Linked DNA regions of Mus musculus: region 1 is linked to region 2. The links are chromatin contacts, called in public promoter capture Hi-C maps. All regions are on one chromosome and are shown on one strand. Each heading gives the region's core, a stretch centred on a gene start, on an enhancer-like site or on the middle of the called end of the contact. The rest is flanking DNA. Distances are from core to core; before and after follow the strand shown.

Region 1 (4,123 bases), core at 438-2,937, 1.3 Mb before region 2:
GCAAAGTAACTGAGTCTGAGGAAAGGGTATGTGTACCTCAACTTACAGCCAGCTGAACAAAATTTAAAAACCACTGGAGCTTCTGAGATGGGGACAGCATCAGAACTCATCCCTGCCTACCCCCCTTTCTTGTTATTTTCTGTCCTGTAACTCTTTCTGTAGACCAGACTGGCCTCAAACTCACAGAGATCCCCCTCCACCTCCCCCTCCCTCCTGAGTACCGAGACTAAAGGTGTGCGCTACCACTGTTCCAGCCTTCTGGAGACTAAGCTGAGAGTGGAATTTTCTGGGAAATCCCAGTACTGGGTCAGTGTCCTCCCGGCTTGCATAAGAAACTATTGTCTTTAATCTAAGGACATGTATTCTGCCTTGGTTTACCATCTGTGACATTTGTCATATACTAGGAAGAGTTAAAGATTCATGAAGATTGTTTGTTAGCCTTCTCAAGTGGATCTAATTAATTAGCCATGTTCTCTGTGTTTGGAAATCCCGTTTCCTGCTCCTTTCCCACGCTGGTGGGAGTGAACACTTGCTGCGCAGCCAGAGCCTGCCTCCAGAAAAGCAAGCTTAGGAACCCGCCATGCTCCTCCTGGTGTGAGAAACCCGCCACGCCTCCACTTGCAGCTCCCTTGGCCAGACTAGGGGACAAACAAGTACCAAGTTCTCAGTCCCTCAAACTGCCCATCCTCACTCACATGGCCCTGGGACAGCCTAACTCCCTCTGTCTGAATCTCCTTAGTCGTCCTGCAGTGCCTAGTAGCAAGAGCGGAAACCCTAAGTGCATCTAAGTCCCATTTCTAGCTGGAAGTAGAAGCTACTTCAGCAGCTGCTTCCAAAGTGTAACTGATTGCCTATTCCCATGTCACTGTCTAGGGTGACTCACTGTCCACTGACATAATTTAAATTTTAGGGTTAGGAAGCTAGCAGACATCAGCAGGCGTGGAGACCCCTCCCCCATGGCACCCTTCTCCGCTAGGATTTCCCACACTAGAGACTGTCCTAAGACTTCTTGGATAAGTCTTTATCCACCTCTGCCCAGCAGGAAAAGAACTACTCAATCCGCAAGTGTCTCCCCTCCCTCTCCTGTCATCTGGCTAAAGAAAAAAGAAAAAAACCAAAACACAAAAACAAAAAAACAAACCACCACCACCAATAACAACAACAAAAAAACCCCAAACCCTCAAGAATGTTAGCTGGGGCCCGCCAGTGTCTAAAGGTCCTCTACAAACTTGTTTTTCTAGATTCCTGCTCGTCCCCACTTCCAGGCTAACACTGCCTCCAGGTCACAGAGACAGCTTCACTGAAACTACTGATAACCATCCATCAGACATGTGTCACAGAATCTCCCCTTCTTCTGAGACTGACAAAAGGGACAGACTGCCATGCTGTGACATGGGCTGAGCGCTCCCCATCGTGTTGGTGTCTGTCTGCTCCTCTATGATGTTAGTAACTTTTAATAAATCTCATACATAAGAAGAAGAGAACAAGACATCGTGAATCATGCGGAAGAAATCTAAAACAGTGGTGGGAAACCACCACTCTTCCGCCCAGCTCACTAACAGAGACTATACTGGGCATACTTGGTACATGTAAATGGCTTTTGTGTTGCTCAGTTGTTAAATTTAGTTGGAGCAGAAGCAGCGCCAGTTAGTTACATGGGAACAGCGTCAGTCATGCTCCTGAGGCAGCTGCTGAAGCTCCCCGTGGGTCTGGCACAGGCGCTTTGCGCAGCTGGCACCATCTGTTATCTGCTGGTGCAGTCATCCGTCAAAATTACCACTGTGACCCGCATTTCCACGGCTCGCTGCGCTAAGCAAGGAAACTATTAGGATGGAATTAACAGCACTACAAATGATGAGTTTTCATAAACATACACCTCACGTTACCCAGCGACCCTTGCCTCTCTGTTCATCTAGTCAGGAGAGACGAAATGCTTCTCTGCATGAGGTGGATGCTCTGGTTGCTTCCTTGCTGACAGCCCCCAAACTGGAAGCTGTTGGGCTATTCCCCGACAGGTGGCTGGATAAGTTAGTTGTGGGAACACTGCTAATAAAAAGAAGCTACTGAGACAGCAGTGTGGCGAAAGCTCCCAGGATCTGAGCAAACAAAGGCAGCTGCCGCCGACGGTGCCCGATTCCACTTATGTGAAGGGCTAGAATGTGCAAACTAATCCAGGATGGAAGTTAGAACTGGTGACTTTAGATTGGAGTCTTCCGAGGAAAGGGGCAGAGGACACTGCTGGGAAGTGGACTAGACATTCTATTATCTCTTCTAAAGTAGACACATATGTCTGTGTGCAAATTTATCAAGATGCAGACTTAGGACTATGTAAATGCTTTCATTTTTAAAAAGGAAAATTTTAGTCTTTAAAGAAGATAGTATAGTTTCTGGAGTCCAGGATTGGTAAGGAACTAAGAGGAGAGAGGATGACAGCCTGACCTATGGAGACTATTTCAGAGCAAAAGTAGAGAGCAGCTAACAGGCTGACTTCTTGTTTTGTGTGTACAAAGCTTGGACGCCGCTGCATCTTCTCAGACTCACCCAAACAGTGCGGCCCAGGAGAAACTATCCCTCTCAGTTCTGCGACACGGGCAGACACGAGCCTCACACCAGACTAGAGCAGATACAGGCAGACATGAGAGTCACACCAGACTAGAGCAGAAGCCACAGAACACAAGGCATGGGGTAAAAACCCCACACCAGTGCTGATGCGTTCCTAGCCGGCATCCCTATGCAATGCTGAGTCCCAGTCTCAGGAGAGCGCTGCCACACACTTTCAGGAGTTTCTTTTTATATATAAACAAATTGGATTTTATTTAAAATATAAGGGGTTGTTATCCATTTTGGTTAATAAAGTTGGCCTGTAGTGTTTTAACAGGATTTAGTGCGATCACACAGATTGGCATGCCAAGGGCATTTTGAAAGCTAAATACAAGAATCAAGAGATTGCTTAGTCTGTGTGGCTGAAACATTACACCCAGCAACTTCCCTCCCTTTCTCTACAAACCCTCAGGCAATTCCACAGTTGCATCTGGCAGTTCAAGTTTCAACATTTCAACGCAGAAGGGTTGAGGGGAAGCTGGAAAAAAAAAGCATAAAATGCAAACTGTAACTGACAGAGGCAGCTGCCACTTGTGGCAGGCCAGAGACTCGACTGTGTCAGTTTTTTCTTCACAGTTGCCCTGACATCTTCCCAAGTGGACTGTGGTCACTACATTCTTGAGCAAATGTACCCAAGAGTCAGGATGGAGAAGGCTGAAGAGCAGAATATACTGTGCATCTGCTCCTAAGTGGTACATGTGACTAAGACCAAACCCAGAGACCATGGATAGCCTGCAAACTGGCAAGTAGAAAGGTGGAGGATGGTACCACAGGCATTGGAGAGCACCCATTTCCTCCTGTCCAGCGCAGCACCCTGAGCGACAGCACCTGTTGCCCTACCCTGGCAACAAAGCACAGCAAACACATGCCAAGCTGCTCAGCATGTCTGATTTGCCCACTGTCTACCGAGCAGTACATGCAGGACACAAACTACAAGGAGTAGTACATCGTAGTTATCACAGGTCTGTTCTCAATATCTCTCTCTCTCTCTCTCTCTCTCTCTCTCTCTCTCTCTCTCTCTCTCTCTCTCTCTCTCTCTCTCTCTCCAAACTTCCCACCCCACTCCTTGAGTCTTGACACAGGCACTCAGGGAGCAGGCCTTTCCTGCTAAGAGCTTCAGTCTCATCTCTAGCTGCCTCACCAGGTTCTTGGTTGAGACCACAGAAATTCTCCACTGTACCTCTGACTGGAGGCGGGGAAAACCAGCTTCTGAAATACACCCACAATGTTCTGTTCTTCACAAGACAAATCCAGGAGCCTTATGCAAGAGCCTAAACTAGTGGGGTTAAGTGGCCTGAAAAGGGGGTTCACTCCAGTCACCCTGCTCACCTACAGGGTAAAAACTCAGAGGCACTAGTGAGGCTCACAGTTGAGAGCAGCAGTTCACTGGACGACAGAGATCAGATATTCCCTTCACATCAGTGCTAGAACAGGGGAGACTCACTGGGAGAGGGGAGTGACTTCAGAACGGAGATGCCACACTGGGTTCCCAGCGTTTCCTTCCTTCCGCCTACCCCTGACC
Region 2 (4,088 bases), core at 797-3,296:
TCAGTGCCCTTAACCACTGAGCCATCTCTCCAGCTCCCTGTTGGCCTTTTCTTGAATGTAGCCTTCCTTTACACAAATGCTGGAAATACAGACATGGCCATGCCAGGTTCTCTCTTACTCTTACACTATTTCATGTCTTGCTACTCCTCTTTCCTCCTATCTCTCCACACCCCCAACTCCCACAGTGCTGAGAGTGCAATTCTGGGCCTTGAGTGTGCTAGCCAGTTATTCTATCATTGAGCTGCACCTCAGACCTGCACTGGTGAACTTAGGTAGTGGTTCGACAATTGAGCCTGGCCACACCAGGCTCCTTTTGCCTCTTTAGAGTAAAATTTGCCCCTCATCCCACTTAGCCATGTACAGCAGTGCATGTATCCATGATTCCAGAACATTCTAAGTTCTAGATCAGCCTACTGAAAGTCTCTAAAATCAAGATCCAAGAACAAAAAGTCCATAAACACCTACACCTGTGCTTTCTGCCCTCAGTAGTATCTCTTGAATCTGTTTCCTTCCTTCCTTCCTTCCTTCCTTCCTTCCTTCCTTCCTTCCTTCCTTCCTTCCTTCCCTCCCTCCCTCCCTCCCTCCCTCCCTCCCTTCCTCCCTCCCTCTCTTCCTTTTTTCTTTCCTTCCTTCCTTCCCCTCACCCCCAAGACAGGATTTCATGTAGCCCAGGATACTCTCAAACTTGCTATGTAGCCAAGGCTGACCTTGAACTCCATCAGCCTTCACCTCCCACGTGCCGGTATTATAGGTATGTATCACCATGCCCAGATGGTGAACCTTTTCTAAGCACGCTGTAACGTCAAGGTCCTCAATGACTGCAGTGATGCAAGGTGAGTGTTCTCTGCTGTAGCCATCAGCAGCGTTTCGCTGTCGTCACCTAGGTTCTAGGAACCTTCTCATTCTAGGCTTCTACCGGGGTTCCTCACTGGAGGCTGCTCTGATGGCCTGTCAGAGATGACCTTTGAACCTTAGTCCTCATCAGCTGTCACCTGCACCACCACCATCTCCTGGCTCTGTGCTTCCTTCCTCGTAAGCACTCAGGTAGGGGAAACACTTGGGTCAGGTGCTGTCCTGTGCAGCTCAGAACCCTCCACAACTCCCCGTTCTCAAGCTAATGGCAGACTCCTCTCTGAGGGCCGTAAGGTTTCACACTATCTGCCCACTGTCTCTCTGTTCTCCTCTCACTCAGGTATTCACTTAAAGGTGGCCACGTCTCTGAGCCTTTCCCTGGCTGCCTCCTTTATAATTGTGAGGCCTCACCACCAAACTACTCCCCCCCTTTTTTAAACTTTTCTCTAAAAAAAATTTCTTTTTCTTGCCAAGTGTGGTGGCCTAGACCTTTAATCTCAGTGCTCCTGAGGTAGAGGTAGACAGATCTCTGTGAGCTTGCACCATCCTACTTTACACAGTGGGGTCCAGACCAGCTAGGGACTCAAGAAGAAAAGGAGGAGGAAGAGGACAGACAGACAAATGGGGCTGAACCAATGGACCAGGGGACAATAGCACTCACTTCTCTAGTAGAGGACTGATTCAATTTCCCAGCACCTACATTGTGGGTCACAACTGCTCTAACTCCAGTTTCAGGGGATCTGACACCCTCTCCTAGCTTCTGAGGGCACCATGCATACGCGTGTTACACAGAAAAAGAAGAGGGGTAGGGGGCCTGCAAGACTGAGCCAAGCAAAGCTTGAATCCTGTCTGCTGCATGTAGGAACTCCAGGTCTCTCTGTGGGGATGCCCATGGTACATCGCTCCCACAATCTGGAGGCTAAATGTCAATCACTGGCTGAGACCAGTTTGGGTGGGGGAAATCAGATACTGTCTGCTTGTCACTCAGCTACTGGTAAGAGAGTCTGAGCTGCATGTTTGTTGGCTGGTTATTTTTGGTTGGCATGGTAACTGGGGATGCTGCTAACATTCCATCTGCAAAAACCTATGACTGTACATTCCAAAAAGGACTATGATGATGGTACTTGCTCTCTGACACGTAACTCCATCAGTCTGCGAGTCACAAGGCCTCAGTCACTGGAGAAGTGGCACTGCCAAGGGATTTTCCAGGTGGCAGTCTAAAAATGCCTCTGACTCCCTGTAGAGTCACGATCCCTCTTGGGAGTCCTAGATCGTTGCTAGGTAGTTAACAACTGGCTAGGTGGGGGTCGGAGGGTGGGAAGACTAATGTTTATAGCCTTGGTTGTTGCCTGGGGTATGAATCACACAATTACACTGCCCAGCTGAGGCCCCAGGGCTGTGAAGTTGGAAAGAGATACGCGCAGTTTATCCACTTGAGCTGGTGCAAGCTGGCCCCAGCACATCCCGGCCGGTGCCAGCTGCTGACATTTCAGCTGGCCACTTGAGGGTGCTGTGCTGAAGACAGCAGGGATTGGCCAGCTGGTTTAGCATTCCCAACACGGGGACCAACATAAAAGCCATCATCCTGTGACCCAGACTCCTCTTCCATTTTGTAGCAATGACATATGAGACCCCTGAGTGTGGGCCAGTTGGCTGAGTTCAGTTAGTTCCCAGAGCATTAAAACAACATCATTATTTATGCAACCATCTATCTTTGTCCTCCCACTCCAAATCCAAGGTGTTTTTGTTTGTTTGTTTGTTTTTTACCTTTTTAAAGGGGTGTGCATGCATGGGTGCAGGCATGTTTGAGAGAGAGAGAGAGAGAGAGAGAGAGAGACTATGTATTCCTGGCTGCCCTGGAACTTGCTAAATAAACAATGCTGTTAATTCACAGAGATCCACCTGCTTCTGCCTTGGGAGGGCTGGGATTAAAAAGTGCTTGGCTTTTTAAAAGTTTTTCTTTTCTTTTCTTTCCTTTTTTTTTTTTTTGGTTTTTCGAGACAGGGTTTCTCTGTATAGCCCTGGCTGTCCTGGAACTCACCCGGCTTTTTCTTTCTTTTTTTTTTTTTTTATAATTACATCAATTTCAATTCTCTTCTTTCGACATGTGGATCACGGGGGATCGAACTCAGGTCGTCACGTGTGTCACCAGGCACCTTTACCCACTGAGCCTTGTCAGCCCTCAAGTATTCTAGAATCCGATGGTAGTTTTTGTTTTTGTTGATGTTGTTATACAGGGTCTCACTCTAGTGCAAGTCGGATTAGAATATGCCCTAGCCTTAAGCTTTCTAGGATCACGGCACTGAACTGCTGTAGAACAGGTCAATGAACCATTTATTGAACTAATATTAGGCCTTTAAAAAAAGGCCTTGAAGTCTTTTTTTCCTCTGATGGCTACCACGATGCTACAGGTTTCCAGTAGGGGGCGCTGGAGGAGCGTGGCAGGCGGCTGGGCTTCTCTGCGGCATGCGCCTGCAGGCTCTGACGCATCTATGGCATCACCAGGATTCTCCAGCGCCTGGCTCCTGCCACGTGTGGCTGGCACTACCATCTCGCTCCAGACACTTTTCTGTATGCGTTTTTGTGTGGCCTCCGACTGGATATGCACTTCCGGTAAAGCCAATTCCAGCCTGGGGCTGCTGTCTTTTTAATTGTTCTTCCTTTTGATTTCTTTTTTTCTGTTCCTTTAAATGTTTACCTTTAACACTTGTTTATATAGTGCGTGTTGTGTGCATGTAGATGCACTTATGCTAAAGCATGTGTGTGCAATCAGAGGAAAGTTTGCAGGTGGTAGTTCGTCCCTTCTACCCAGTAGTTTCTGAGGATGAACTCAGGTTGTCCAGCTTGCTGGCAAGTGCCTTCCCCGTGAGCTATCTCAGTGGCTCTTCTTGGTGTTTTTGAAGTAGGTTCTAGGCAGCCAAGGCTGGCCTTGAACTTCTTATCCTTCTGTCTTTATCTCCCAAGTGACGGGATTAAGGCTGTATGGCACCTCATTCAACTCATTTTTCACTCCCTCCATAATTTCCTGTTCCCCTCCTCCCTTTCCTCCCTCCTTTCCTTCCTTCCATTTCTTAGTAATGGTCTCCCTATGTTGCTCAGGCTGGCCTTGAACTACCGGGCTTAAATTACCCTCTTGACTCAGTTTCCCAGGTAGCAAAGAATACAGACATGTGCTTAGGCACACACACACACATATAATATAAGATGATGTTTTAAAAATAATTATTTTATGTGAA

Evidence for each region. Promoter capture Hi-C pulls out the DNA fragments that hold promoters and counts their contacts.
Region 1: a contact with region 2 is called in a promoter capture Hi-C map of hippocampal neurons, with 2.1 times the contacts expected there. The contact joins two enhancer-like sites. A contact is called at or near these places in 3 of 39 promoter capture datasets (hippocampal neurons, liver and pre-B cells).

What each region holds. Positions count from the first base shown.
Region 1 is chr7:30,007,470-30,011,592 of GRCm38.p6, reverse strand. The region is part of intron 6 of Zfp568 (zinc finger protein 568); the gene reads right to left. Among named protein-coding and RNA genes, the nearest start is that of Zfp568, 26 kb to the right of the region's middle. Within about 2 kb of position 1,687, at least 80 of the 459 cell types and tissues checked have an H3K27ac peak or open chromatin away from gene starts, as enhancers often do. A contact at or near this core is called in hippocampal neurons, where this site is marked.
Region 2 is chr7:28,726,034-28,730,121 of GRCm38.p6, reverse strand. The region is part of intron 2 of Fbxo17 (F-box protein 17); the gene reads right to left. Among named protein-coding and RNA genes, the nearest start is that of Fbxo17, 11 kb to the right of the region's middle. Within about 2 kb of position 2,046, at least 34 of the 459 cell types and tissues checked have an H3K27ac peak or open chromatin away from gene starts, as enhancers often do. A contact at or near this core is called in hippocampal neurons, where this site is marked.